Regions from separate parts of the Macaca fascicularis genome. Here region 1 is linked to region 2. The links are chromatin contacts, called in public Hi-C maps. All regions are on one chromosome and are shown on one strand. Each heading gives the region's core, a stretch centred on a gene start, on an enhancer-like site or on the middle of the called end of the contact. The rest is flanking DNA. Distances are from core to core; before and after follow the strand shown.

Evidence for each region. A called contact is a pair of places that touch in the nucleus more often than the background predicts.
Region 1: a Hi-C map of liver shows a contact between it and region 2, with 4 times the contacts expected there. The contact joins the promoter of GEMIN8 here to the promoter of TCEANC in region 2. A contact is called at or near these places in 2 of 2 Hi-C or Micro-C datasets (liver and skeletal muscle).

What each region holds. Positions count from the first base shown.
Region 1 is chrX:13,800,786-13,806,038 of T2T-MFA8v1.1, forward strand. GEMIN8 (gem nuclear organelle associated protein 8) reads right to left here and starts at 1,889. Exons shown (of 5, transcript XM_015443621.4): 1 at 1,775-1,889.
Region 2 is chrX:13,432,387-13,438,436 of T2T-MFA8v1.1, forward strand. TCEANC (transcription elongation factor A N-terminal and central domain containing) reads left to right here and starts at 4,529. Exons shown (of 3, transcript XM_065538591.1): 1 at 4,529-4,591.

The DNA.
Region 1 (5,253 bases), core at 639-3,138, 370 kb after region 2:
TAAGAGCACAACAGCAAAAACCATGGGTAGTTTAAAGTAGTTAAGATCGCTAGTACATTTCAGCAGTCTTATTTCAAATTTACTTTTTTCTATAAACATATTCATGGTAATTCCATGTTAATCTCTCTTTTCTGAATTTACAGGCACTTACTATGCCTCATTCACTTGGGCACTTACTCAATTACCTGTAGGCATGGATTCTACAATCTACTCCTTTTAAGTTTCCTATTTTCCTTCGAGCATAAAAATAAGAGCTAATATTTCACGCTCTTAGATGCTGTTGAAATTGTTGTTGAGCTTGTCTGTTGTTTCTTGATAATGTTCTCTCCTGCTACATCTATTCCCCAAAATCACTGAGGACCTAGTAACTCAAAAACTGACTATAAAGCACCAAATCTTTTCAGGAAGCAAATATTTAAGTACATTATGTTTTCAAGGATCTTTTCAATTCATCTGATATTTGATCAGCTACATTCTTTTTTCACTTGTCCAGCTGTTCCGTGGCTGAATTTCCTCTTGTAGAGAAGTTGTTCAAAAAAAGTTCTGTACCTACTTTGCAAACTCTCCAATTTACACTCTAGCCTTAATTGTTCAAAACTTTCCCCCATCATTCTCATCTCATCCTCTCCTTTAAAAAAACCCCAAAATGATTAATCACCATCTATATAACAGTTTCAGAATGAACATTTCTCTCTGGAACTTTAGTTTGTATACTTCCCCAGTACGGCAATGAACACAGAGGGGATTTATACACCTGTGAACTTGATTTCAGTTATGCTTATTCAAAGTTACTAACCAGCAGTCTTTAAAAATATATGGTTTCTGTTCACACTGAAATTCCAGAGACTGTTATTCTGATAAATTATGCTAGCAAAAATAGTATTTTTAAAAGGTAGCTTTCATCCTACAATTCATGGGAGCTGTGAGCATACATAATCCCAGAAGTGTTGCATTACTAATCTTTAGTCTAGATTTTTCAAGTAATGTTCTGATTTGAGATGAAAAACAGCTGAATGCACAGCCTAGACTGTCAAACGAGTTTAAAAACATCATTCCTGAAAAAAACAAAATTGTTCAGAACCATCTAATCTGTACTAAGGGAACATCAAGATTTCAGAGATAAAATGCACTTCATTGGCCACTGGTTCAACTACAGCTCATTACTGATAAGTGGGCACAGACACAAAGCCCATAAACTGTAGGCGCCAGATGTCTCAAGATAACTCCCACCAAAAGCTCTGACCTCCTGCAGAGGTTAAAGTGCAACAGAAAAGAAAGAAATCTCGAATTTTTGAGCAGACAGGCCAATATCCTAGACATACTCCAAGTATGTGGCTGTCCAGGGCAATTAGATTCAGATACTGGGCTGGATGGGCAAAATCCAAATTCACCTACAGACCTTAACACAGTGGTTCTCGGCACGCCAGAATCACCTGGGCAGCTTTAAAAACCACCGAGGCCAGGGCCCCACTATTAGAGACTCGGATTTGTCTGGGATGGGGGCCCGGGGATCAGAATTGTTAAAGAGTCGTCCAGTGATTCGGAAGCACTGTAGAGCTGAGAGCCTCTGGGACTGGTCCCCTCTCACAATTAACCTGCAATGATTTAGGAATCTCATGGGCCTCTGGCCCCACCTTTTGTCGCGGGGTTAACATAATTATGATAGCAATGTGACGTCCAAGACCTCGGCTCTCTGCGCATAAGAAGCCAGGGCCCGGGGCCTCTAAGCTCCTCCCTCACTTCCCAAAGGAAACCCAGCCGTCCCCGAAGTCACCTCGTGGGCGCGCAGCTTGCGGATCCTGGGCGTTGGCCGAGCAGGGGCCTGGTTTTCCTTGGAGACACAGAGGGGGAATGGGGACACGAGGGGGGCGGCTGTTGCCGGGGCGACTGGAAGCGCGCTTCCGGTGCGGAACACTTGGCGCGGCGCGCCGGAAGTCCCCCCTGCGTCGCGGACGCCACGTTCGCACCGCAGGCGGTGCTGTGCTGGAGGCCGGAAGCTGCCTGCTGATCGGCTACTCCGAGTGGATCGCCTGGTCGGCAGGCGTGGGATGGCGGCGGGTAGCGGGGCTGGAGGGGAGGGTGCTGCACCCGGCAGGGCGCTGGGACCGCCGCGGGCACCCGCGCCGGGGGTCGGACGGTGCTGTCTCCACCGGCGGGTGTGTTGCTTCTGCATGGCCTGGGTCTCAAGCCTTTAACTTTTTGTCCTTTCCTCAGCTTTCTTCGTTTTCCTTCCCTTGTCTTTACTTAGCCTTCTCTTTCTTCCTTTCTGTTTTCTTTCTTAACTAAAACAGAGTTTTAGTTTCTTTCTTTAATTTGTCCCAGGGGAAAACGCCCAGGCTTTGAAAATAGATTAACCCAGATCTCAGTTTGAGTGCGATTCCAGTGCTAGGTAAAACCTCCCCAAGCCTCGTGTTTCTCGTCAATAACATATGCATAACCTAATGCGCAGTGCCTGATGCATTGCAGCAGACAAAACATTAGTACTTACTAATATGTTTGTAATTATAACCACAGCAATATCTGCCCTGTTAACAACACAAGAATCATTAATAAGAACCAAGCATAAACAATTAGAAGTCTTACGTGACATATCATTTCTGGGGCAATTAATCATATTTAATAGTTTCTGGGAATTTATTCCAAGGAAAAACAGGTACGAACCAGGTGTTTATTACAGAATTATTTTAAAAAGTGAAAATTGGAAATGACTTAAATGCCCAACAAGAGAATGGCTAAGTCAATTGGGTGATATTAATGACGTGACATTACTATGTTATTCCTATGGTATAAAAGAATTAAATGGTATAGAAGAATATAAACTTGAACAAATATTTACTGGATGCCTATTATGTGCCAAGTATTCTGTGTTAGCACTGTCCGTTGTAACCCTTACATGTGGCCGTGAGAACCTGAATTGTAGTAGTCTGAACTGAGATAAATTACACTACAGATTTTGAAGAAGAATGAGAAAAAGAATGTAAAATATCTCAATTTCTTTGTAGTGATAACATCTTAGAGAAGGACTATTGAGGTTAAATACTAAAATTTCATCTTTATATTTTTACTTTATTAGTGTGGCTACTAGAACATTTAAAATTATATGTGTGGCATGCTTTGTATTTCTATTGTACCGTGGTATTCTATTTACCAGATACACAGTAGTAAACAATACAGTTTTGGGGCTCATAAAATTAAATCTTTTGTGTAGAACATAGACAATCAGCAGATAAATAGAATTGTATGTTGTGGTAAGTTATATGAAGACAGTATAGCAGGGTAAGGACCAGAAAGTATATGTATATAGAGGGGGATTATTTTAGAAAAGATGATTCCTCCTCCTCAGAAAATGGATGTGGGAGGAAATGAGATACCTATGGATAGAAGCAGGAGATGGTAGGAGGGTGATGTCTTGTGGGAAAAGTCAGGTTTGGATTGAGAGAGATAAGTCAGTTGGGGCCTGGTGGAATCTCTACCTGAAGGAAGAAGCCAGCATCTAGAGAGGAAGGAAAGAAAGATGGAGAGGGGTAAGATAGGGAGAAAGAGCTCAGGGGGTTCCTGGGAAAGGCAGAAGGATGCAGGCCTAGAGTGGATATAGTTCAGGTAGAGCAATTCCTGGTTCTATGAATGAAAAAATAAAATATATGTGGTATACTATGGCATTAGATAGAATATTAGTTGGCTGCTGTCACAGAGACCCAGAAGAGGAGTGGCTCAAACTGTTGAGAAGTGTATTTCTATCTAATGGCAGTCTGGGTGTAAGGAGTCCAGAGTATGGCAGCTCTACCTGTCTCATAGCTCCACCCTCCCTGGTTTCTTGCCTTGGCCCACATGGTCCAAGATGGTGCACCACTGCACCTTTCAGCCAGTGGGAAAGGGAAAGCCAGAGGCATGCCCTTTACCTCTAAGGATTTCTCCACCTTGGCACTATTCACATTTGGATAATTCTGTGTTTTGGGGGTTGTCCTGTGCATTGTAGGAGTTTTAGTAGCATTTCTGGTCTCTACTCACAAGATGCCACTACTGTCTCCCAGTTGTGACAGGCAAAAATGTTCTCAGACATTGCCAGATGTCTCCTGGGCTGGCGTGGGGGGGCAAAGTCACCCCCAGTTGAGAACCACTGCTTTAAGAGTACTACCAAGAGGTGGCCCACAGCACTTCTGATCACTTCCTACTAATGGCCTGAACTTCATTACTTAGCCCTCCTAAGGGTAAAGGAGCTTGGAATTGTCTTTTTCAGATGGCCAAGTGCCCAGCTAAAAGTTGACTAAAGAAGAAAAGAAACTAGCTGATTCTCCCATACCCTTGTTGCTACAGGGAATGGAAATTTTGTAGCTGATTGAGGAGGTAGTCCTGTTCTTTTCATCTTTAAGTCTGAGTTTTAGTCATTACTCACTTTAACTCACTTGCATAAAAATACTGGTGGTGGGGAACACTAAGCACCTAAGGAACAATCCTATTTGAAAAGAATGGGGATTGTTACTCCAGGGGGTTGACCAGGGAGAGAAAGCGAATTTTGAAATGGAGGCTAGAGGAGGTTTGATTTTCACTTGTCGTTTAGCGCCATCTGGTGGATATTTACAAATGGCAATTCCTCGGTATTTTCTTTAATTTTTCTCAGGCATACGCTTCAAATTTTAAATGGATTATGGCAAAACTTTAAAGAATCCTGTCAGATGAGGAACTCTAAACATGATCTCTCACTTTCGGCACTATTGGCATTTTGGGCTGCATAATTCATTGTGGGGGCTATTCTGTGCATTGTAGGATATTTAGAAGCATTCTTGGCCTCTGCCCACTGGATGTCTGTCCCTGCCCCCATTTATGACAACCAAAAATGTTTCCAGCCATTGACAAATGTCCCTAGGGTGAGGGTGTGGGGAATGGCTTCTGGTTGAGAACCACTCCTTCAAACAAGGCATCTAAAATCCTAGTGCCTGTTAAGGCATAGTAGTCCCCTATCAGTGTATCCTGGTGTGTCTGGAAAGGATGGGGAGGCAGTGCTGGGAGAAAACGGCACCAGATGCAGCACGACATGTCCTCTCGTTTACACTTTGGAGATTTTCGCTCCTGTTTATCTCAACCAAGTAGAGATTGAGGGAGAGAAGCCAAAAGGCATGGCTAGAGGATGTAGTTTCTTTAAAGGACCTATGGTAAGGAAATATATAGAGGTTATTACCTAACACAGGAAGTAGCACAGACGAATCTCAAACTCTGGTACTGGGGCCCCAAAGTTCAGGTGTCAGGTGTGAAAAT
Region 2 (6,050 bases), core at 3,279-5,778:
AAAATATCAGTCTGGCGTGGTGGCACATGCCTGTAATCCCAGCTACTCAAGAGGCTGAGGCAGGAGAATCACTTGAACCCAGGAGGCGGAGGTTGCGGTGAGCCAAGATCACGCCACTGCACTCCAGCCTGGGTGACAGAGTGAGATTCTGTCTCAAAAATAAATGAATAAAATTTTTTTAAAAAAACATTATTATATGACCCAAATACTGCAGCGACTCCATGTATTAGGTTTTTGTGAGAAAATGAGGCTGAAATGGCAAAGCGCTTCTCTTAGGCACTGTAAATCAGAACGGTATACTTCTGGCCAAATGTGTCTCCCACTGAAGACTAAGAAGAGAACATGGCTATCCTTTACATTGTCACTGTTGATGAATAGGCCCTCCTGGCAGCATGCCAGGTCACATCATGAAAGGACAGCTGTGGGTGGTGTGTACAGTGTCAGTCCATGAGAACGAGCCATGAGGCCATGTGGTGCAAGAACGAAAGATAAAGGAAGCAACACAGACCAATGCTTCAATGTTTAATTCTTATGTCTCGCTATGCTGATGAACTGCTCTTACAAAACAACTTCCCTTTAAAACAAAGACTCGAAAACCAAAATGAAGTGAGGCATTTCATGGGGCAGTCCGCATGTCAGGATCACCTCCAGACTGTACTACTCCTGGTCACAAGCCACTCTGGCAGAACAAAACCCCAGATGACAGGCCTCAGTTCAGATTTCTTCATAGCAGTGGAAATAGCAACTGTGTAGGAAGGCAGAGGTCTTTGAGTGGAGTTGGTGTCCCCTTGTTCCATTTCATTTTGCAATTGTTCTATATTTTTCTGATTAAAGAGAATTTTGAAGAATCCTTAGTAACAAAATACTAAAGATGTTGTTGCACTGCCTCTGAATTTTCCTCTTATGATATGCACCAATGTATTAGTACGTTCTCACACGGCTTTGAAGAAATACTTGAGACGGGGTATTTTAATAAGCAAATAGGTTTAATTGACTCACAGTTCTGCAGGGTTGGGGAGGCCTCAGGAAACTTACAATCATGGTGGAAAGGGAAGCAAACATATCCTTCTTCACATGGTGAAAGCAAGGAGAAGTACAGAGCAAAAGGGGAAACACCCCTTATAAAACCATCAGATCTAATGAGAACTCACTATCACAAGAACAGCATGGGGGTAACTGCTCCTATGAATCAGTTACCTCCCACCAGGTCCCTCCCACAACACATAGGCCTTATAGGAACTACAATTCAAGATAAGATTTGGGTGGGGACATAGCCATACCATATCAACCAAGAGGTGACTGAAGCCAGACTTTCTGGTCCTTCATCATTTCTCCACTAAATATATTGCCATAAATGTATAGTAGAATAACATACCTTCTAGAGAAATTAGCAAAATGGACAAATGATACAGAAAAGGAGAATAAGAGGTGTGGAACTGATCTGGAGATTACTACAGGTACAAGAAGATGTTACATGGGATATTTCCTGACTCAGAGTTTTGTCCAAGGCCCCAAAGGTGAGCACAATGTTAAGTGTCTCCTGGTTCTAATGACAGATGTTAGACCATTTACCCAGGGCTTACTAAATGGTGAGCCCCCTTGCCACTCTTCAGCTTATGTACAGGAGAAGGCAAGAGTGAAAGAGGGTTGTTACAGTTCTGGAAGCTTCCTTCCCACCCCACTCCAAGGCAAGTGAGGGGGACTTTGACAGAACCACTCAGAGAGATGGACAGGTGCCCCTGTTGTAGAATGGTGTCTAACTCTCCAAAAAAACAAACAAACAAACAAAAAACAAAAAAAAAAAAAAATGAATAGGCGAGAAGCCAGCTAGAGCTACCTAAGACCGACTGTAAAGATGACGAGAAGGGCTGCAGAGGGAACAGCCCTGCTTCCAGGGCTGGGTGGGGAGCAGAGCCACTGGGTTGTTCCCATGGGCTAAGTACACATCAAGCAAGCAGCTGGGCCTAGGCTGTCTTGGAAGGACCCTGACCAAGAGGCCTGCAAGTGAGGTAACCTGACAGAAAAAGTTTGTGTGGGATGTACTACCAAAAGCAGGAGCCGGCAGTCAACCAGAGGGTACAGCATCTGAACCATGGAATGGGTAAGAAGAGGCTACCAGCAAAGGGAGGGTCCTCCAAAAGATCTCCAAAGTGGGCACCTCCAAAGAACAAAAGTGGTACTAGGTTGGTTTAAGCAGTCTGTGGCCCACCAGCCAGGCACTGCCTGACCCATGGAACTAGCTCTTCTGGGAGCCTCTGGGGATGTTCACTGGAGATACCATGTTTGCTGCTTCTCTGTCATTTCACCTGCATAAGTCTGAGAAATATGTTGCAGAACTTAAACATAAGGTTTCTGTTTCTATAATGTATGACTTTTTGTTCTATTTCCTAATATTCTGTAACTCCTGAGATTTCAAGGGAACTGTTCATTGTTTTAATCCTATGCCTTCCCTACTGTGACTTATAAGAACATCCCCAGTTAAGCCCAGTGTCTGGTCCTGGTGTTTTATCAGGAAATGAACACCGGCCGGCACCTCAGAACCCAGAAAGAGGCAGTTTCTCTGACCTCATTCCATGGAAAACATCTGTAACTGTTCCCTCAGCAATGTGTAACATTAGCCTCTGGAGAAGGCCCATAAAGGATTTTGCCTCTCTTCCTTGGGAATTCGCAGGAAAGGGCTGTCTGCATGAGCTCAGAATATCTGTTAATATATTGCCACTCAGAGACTTAATAAGGATTGAAAAGAGGTTTCCGCTGCACTAAGGGAAATTTATCAAAGAGAATTCCAGAGTATTGAAGCAGCTGAAAGATGATTTTAAAACAAAGGCCTGAAAACTATGCATGATAAATTATCACAGATGTGAGTACTTTTATAAGTATTCCATTTTTAAATTGCCCAAAAGAACCAACTTTTCAGCAACCTCTTTAGAATCCATTGGCAGCCCTAGATTCATTCCAGATGAACTTGGCCAGAAATTTCTACAGCAAAGGTCAGGGAGGTCCATTCACTGACCTCCCTTCCTTGCTCCTTGGCTATAAATTCTCACTTTTCCATGCCACATTTGAAGTTGAGCCCAATCTCTCTTCCCCACTGCAAGACCCTGTTGCAGTGGTCCCTATGTCTACCTCAATGGTCCTGAATAAAGTCTTCCTTACCATGCTTTAACAAGTGACAAGTGTCATTAAATAATTTTCTTTTCTTTTTTTTTTTTTTTAGACAAAGTCTTGCTCTGTCGCTAGGCTGGAGTGCAGGGCACGATCTCAGCTCACTGCAACCTCCGCCTCCTGGGTTCAAGCGATTCTCTGCCTCAGCCTCCCAAGTAGCTGGGATTACAGGCACGTGCCACCACGCCCGGCTAATTTTTTGTATTTTTAGTAGAGACGGGGTTTCACCGTGTTAGCCAGGATGGTCTTGAGCTCCTGACCTTGTGATCCACCTGCCTCAGCCTCCCAAAGTGCTGGGGTTACAGGCGTGAGCCACCACGCCCAGCCAAATAATTTTTTCTTCAACAAGGTATTATATAATTCTTAAGTGAAAATTGCATTACAATTTACAATGGCAAACATTTTAGCCCTGTAATAGACAGCAAGATAAAAGTAACCCCTGACAGCTCTGAGCTGACCCGGCAGTCACAGCTGGGCCTTGGTGCTCCGTGGAACATAAATACTTCACAGAACACCATCAGACGTGGCCACTCTTTGACCGGATGGATCAAGACAAAAACAAGACTCCTTTGTAATCACGTGGGAATGCTGAAAAAACATAAACATTGTCCAAACCACAAAAATGACCAAACATCCCCTATCCCAGTTAATGAGTTACTGGTCTTGTCTCCCCTCCTTTTAGGTAAGTTAATGAGTCACTGGTCTTGTCTCCCCTCCTTTTAGGTAAGATTTATTATGTTACTTAATCATACAATCGCCCTCCTTTCTGCCAGCACCCAGTCCAGAGTATTGGATTGGATAATCTGCTTCCCTGAACCTTTCCCCAAATTACTTTGGAGTAAGGCATCAGCATAGGAGGCTGTCACATTCGTTCAACCATCACTGTGCTTTTACTGGCCCTTTGCAGGCAAAGAATGAGAACGTGCACAGATGAGAAGTCCAGGATGCACATGACCACTCAATTAACATTTACTACTTTCATATCAACTGTTGCATGCTAGGATGTTAAAAACACTTTTTGAATTAATTACTGCGTTAAATAGATTCACATTTATGTCTACGGTTATGTGAACATCTAGCTGAACACTGTCTTGACTGTCCTGAGTAGAAGCAGAACAGGTAAGTTGTAAAGTACGTCAACAACCTTTGCTGCTAAAAAACGAAAGTGCAGTTTCTTTCTCTCGGGCCAGGGGCGGGGCCATAGCTCCTCCTCCAGGAAGCCGCGCGAGCCCAGTCCCACGGCCGCCGCCGTTCGCTCTACGCATGCGCCATTTCCCTAGTGCGCATGCGCTGGGTCCCAGGCCCACGTGCGCCAGCCTGTGGGCTTGGATTGGCTAAGCCTTGAAGTTGTCCCTGTCCCGGTGACCGGAAGTTCTCCGTGGACGCTGGGCGGCTGAAAGCTCCGGAACTGCGCCTGCGCTTTTCAGTGAGTCATGCTTCAGGTTTGCCAGGGCCTGTATCCCGCAGAAAGGCGAGCCCTTGTTCCCAGCGGAAGCCCACCCCGGCTCGCGGCGGCTTTCCGGTGCGCCCTGGGCGGCGTAGGTCCAAAGGTGCTCTCACCCCCGCCCCTTCCTCTCCGACTGCCGAGGTCGCCAGAGTGGGCTGAACCCTCGGGACTGCAGCCGCTTGTGTGCTGGGTGCTGGGCCGTCATCCCAAGATGACTGGCGGCAGGCTTTGCATGTTGCTCGACCCCACCCACCGGAACTCGAACCCGGGTTAGACCGGGCTGTTGGGCTGGTCTCTTCCTCTCGCTGCACCTTTACTAGGGGTCACCATTAAGGGAAAGGGCCCTAGCGCAGTACTGAGTGGCAGTTAAGTAACCGCTACACCACTGCCAACATTTGGCATCATTTCTCTCCATAGAGGGCGGGGCTCTCTGTGAAGCTGGGGAGCTGTAAGTGGGTTAGGGCTAGAAAGTTACACTTCCTCTTTAGGCTTTAAAGAGATCTAAAGATCTGAACAGATCTAGGTTATTATTGACTTTTTACCAACTTCTGGAAACATTGTTTCCAGAACTTTCCTCTCGTTCTTCTCAGGGTTTAGGCCATTTTTGTGCAGATGTGTGCACCTTGCTTACTATAATATTAGCTAATCTTTGTAAGTTTTTATATGGATCCAATACCATATTTCGTGCCTACTTTTCCTGGCACTGTATAAACTTTTTGGTATAGGTATGCATCTAAGCATTATCCATATTAGCATCAGTTCTAGAACCGTGGTGTCCAATAATGATAGCCATTAGTTACATAAGGCTTGAGCACTTGAAATGTGGCTTGTCCGAATTGAGATGTGCTATAAGTGTAAGACAGTGAAGTTTGGAAAATTAGCATGAAAAAGAATGTAAACTATCTCAATTTGTTTATATTAATCACGTGTTGAGATGACTATTCTGGATATACTGGGTTAAATAAAATGTATAATTTCAATTTTTATTTTTTAACATGACTACTGGAAAATTTTAAATCATATTTGTGGTTTACATGTTATATTTATGTTGCACAGCCCTGCTCTAGAAAAGGGTCAACAAACTATGACCTGCAGCCAAATCTAGCCTGCCTGTTTTTGTAAACAAGTGTTACCAGAACAAGATCATGCCTATCCATTTATGTTATTTTCTGTATCTGCTGTTGCTGCTACAAGAGCAACAGAGTTGAGTAGTCCATAGAGATTGTATGGCCTACAAAGCCTAAAATATGTACCTTCTGATCTTTAACAGAAAAAGTGTGCTGACCCCCTGCTCTAGAACAATGCCTGGTTTGGTAGATATTTTTAAGCCTTTTAATTGTAGACTCACATCCTGTTATTCACACTTACTGTGTGACAGCCATAGTTCAAAGCACTTTATCAAGACTTTCATTTAATTCTCATTAATCCTAGGATGTTG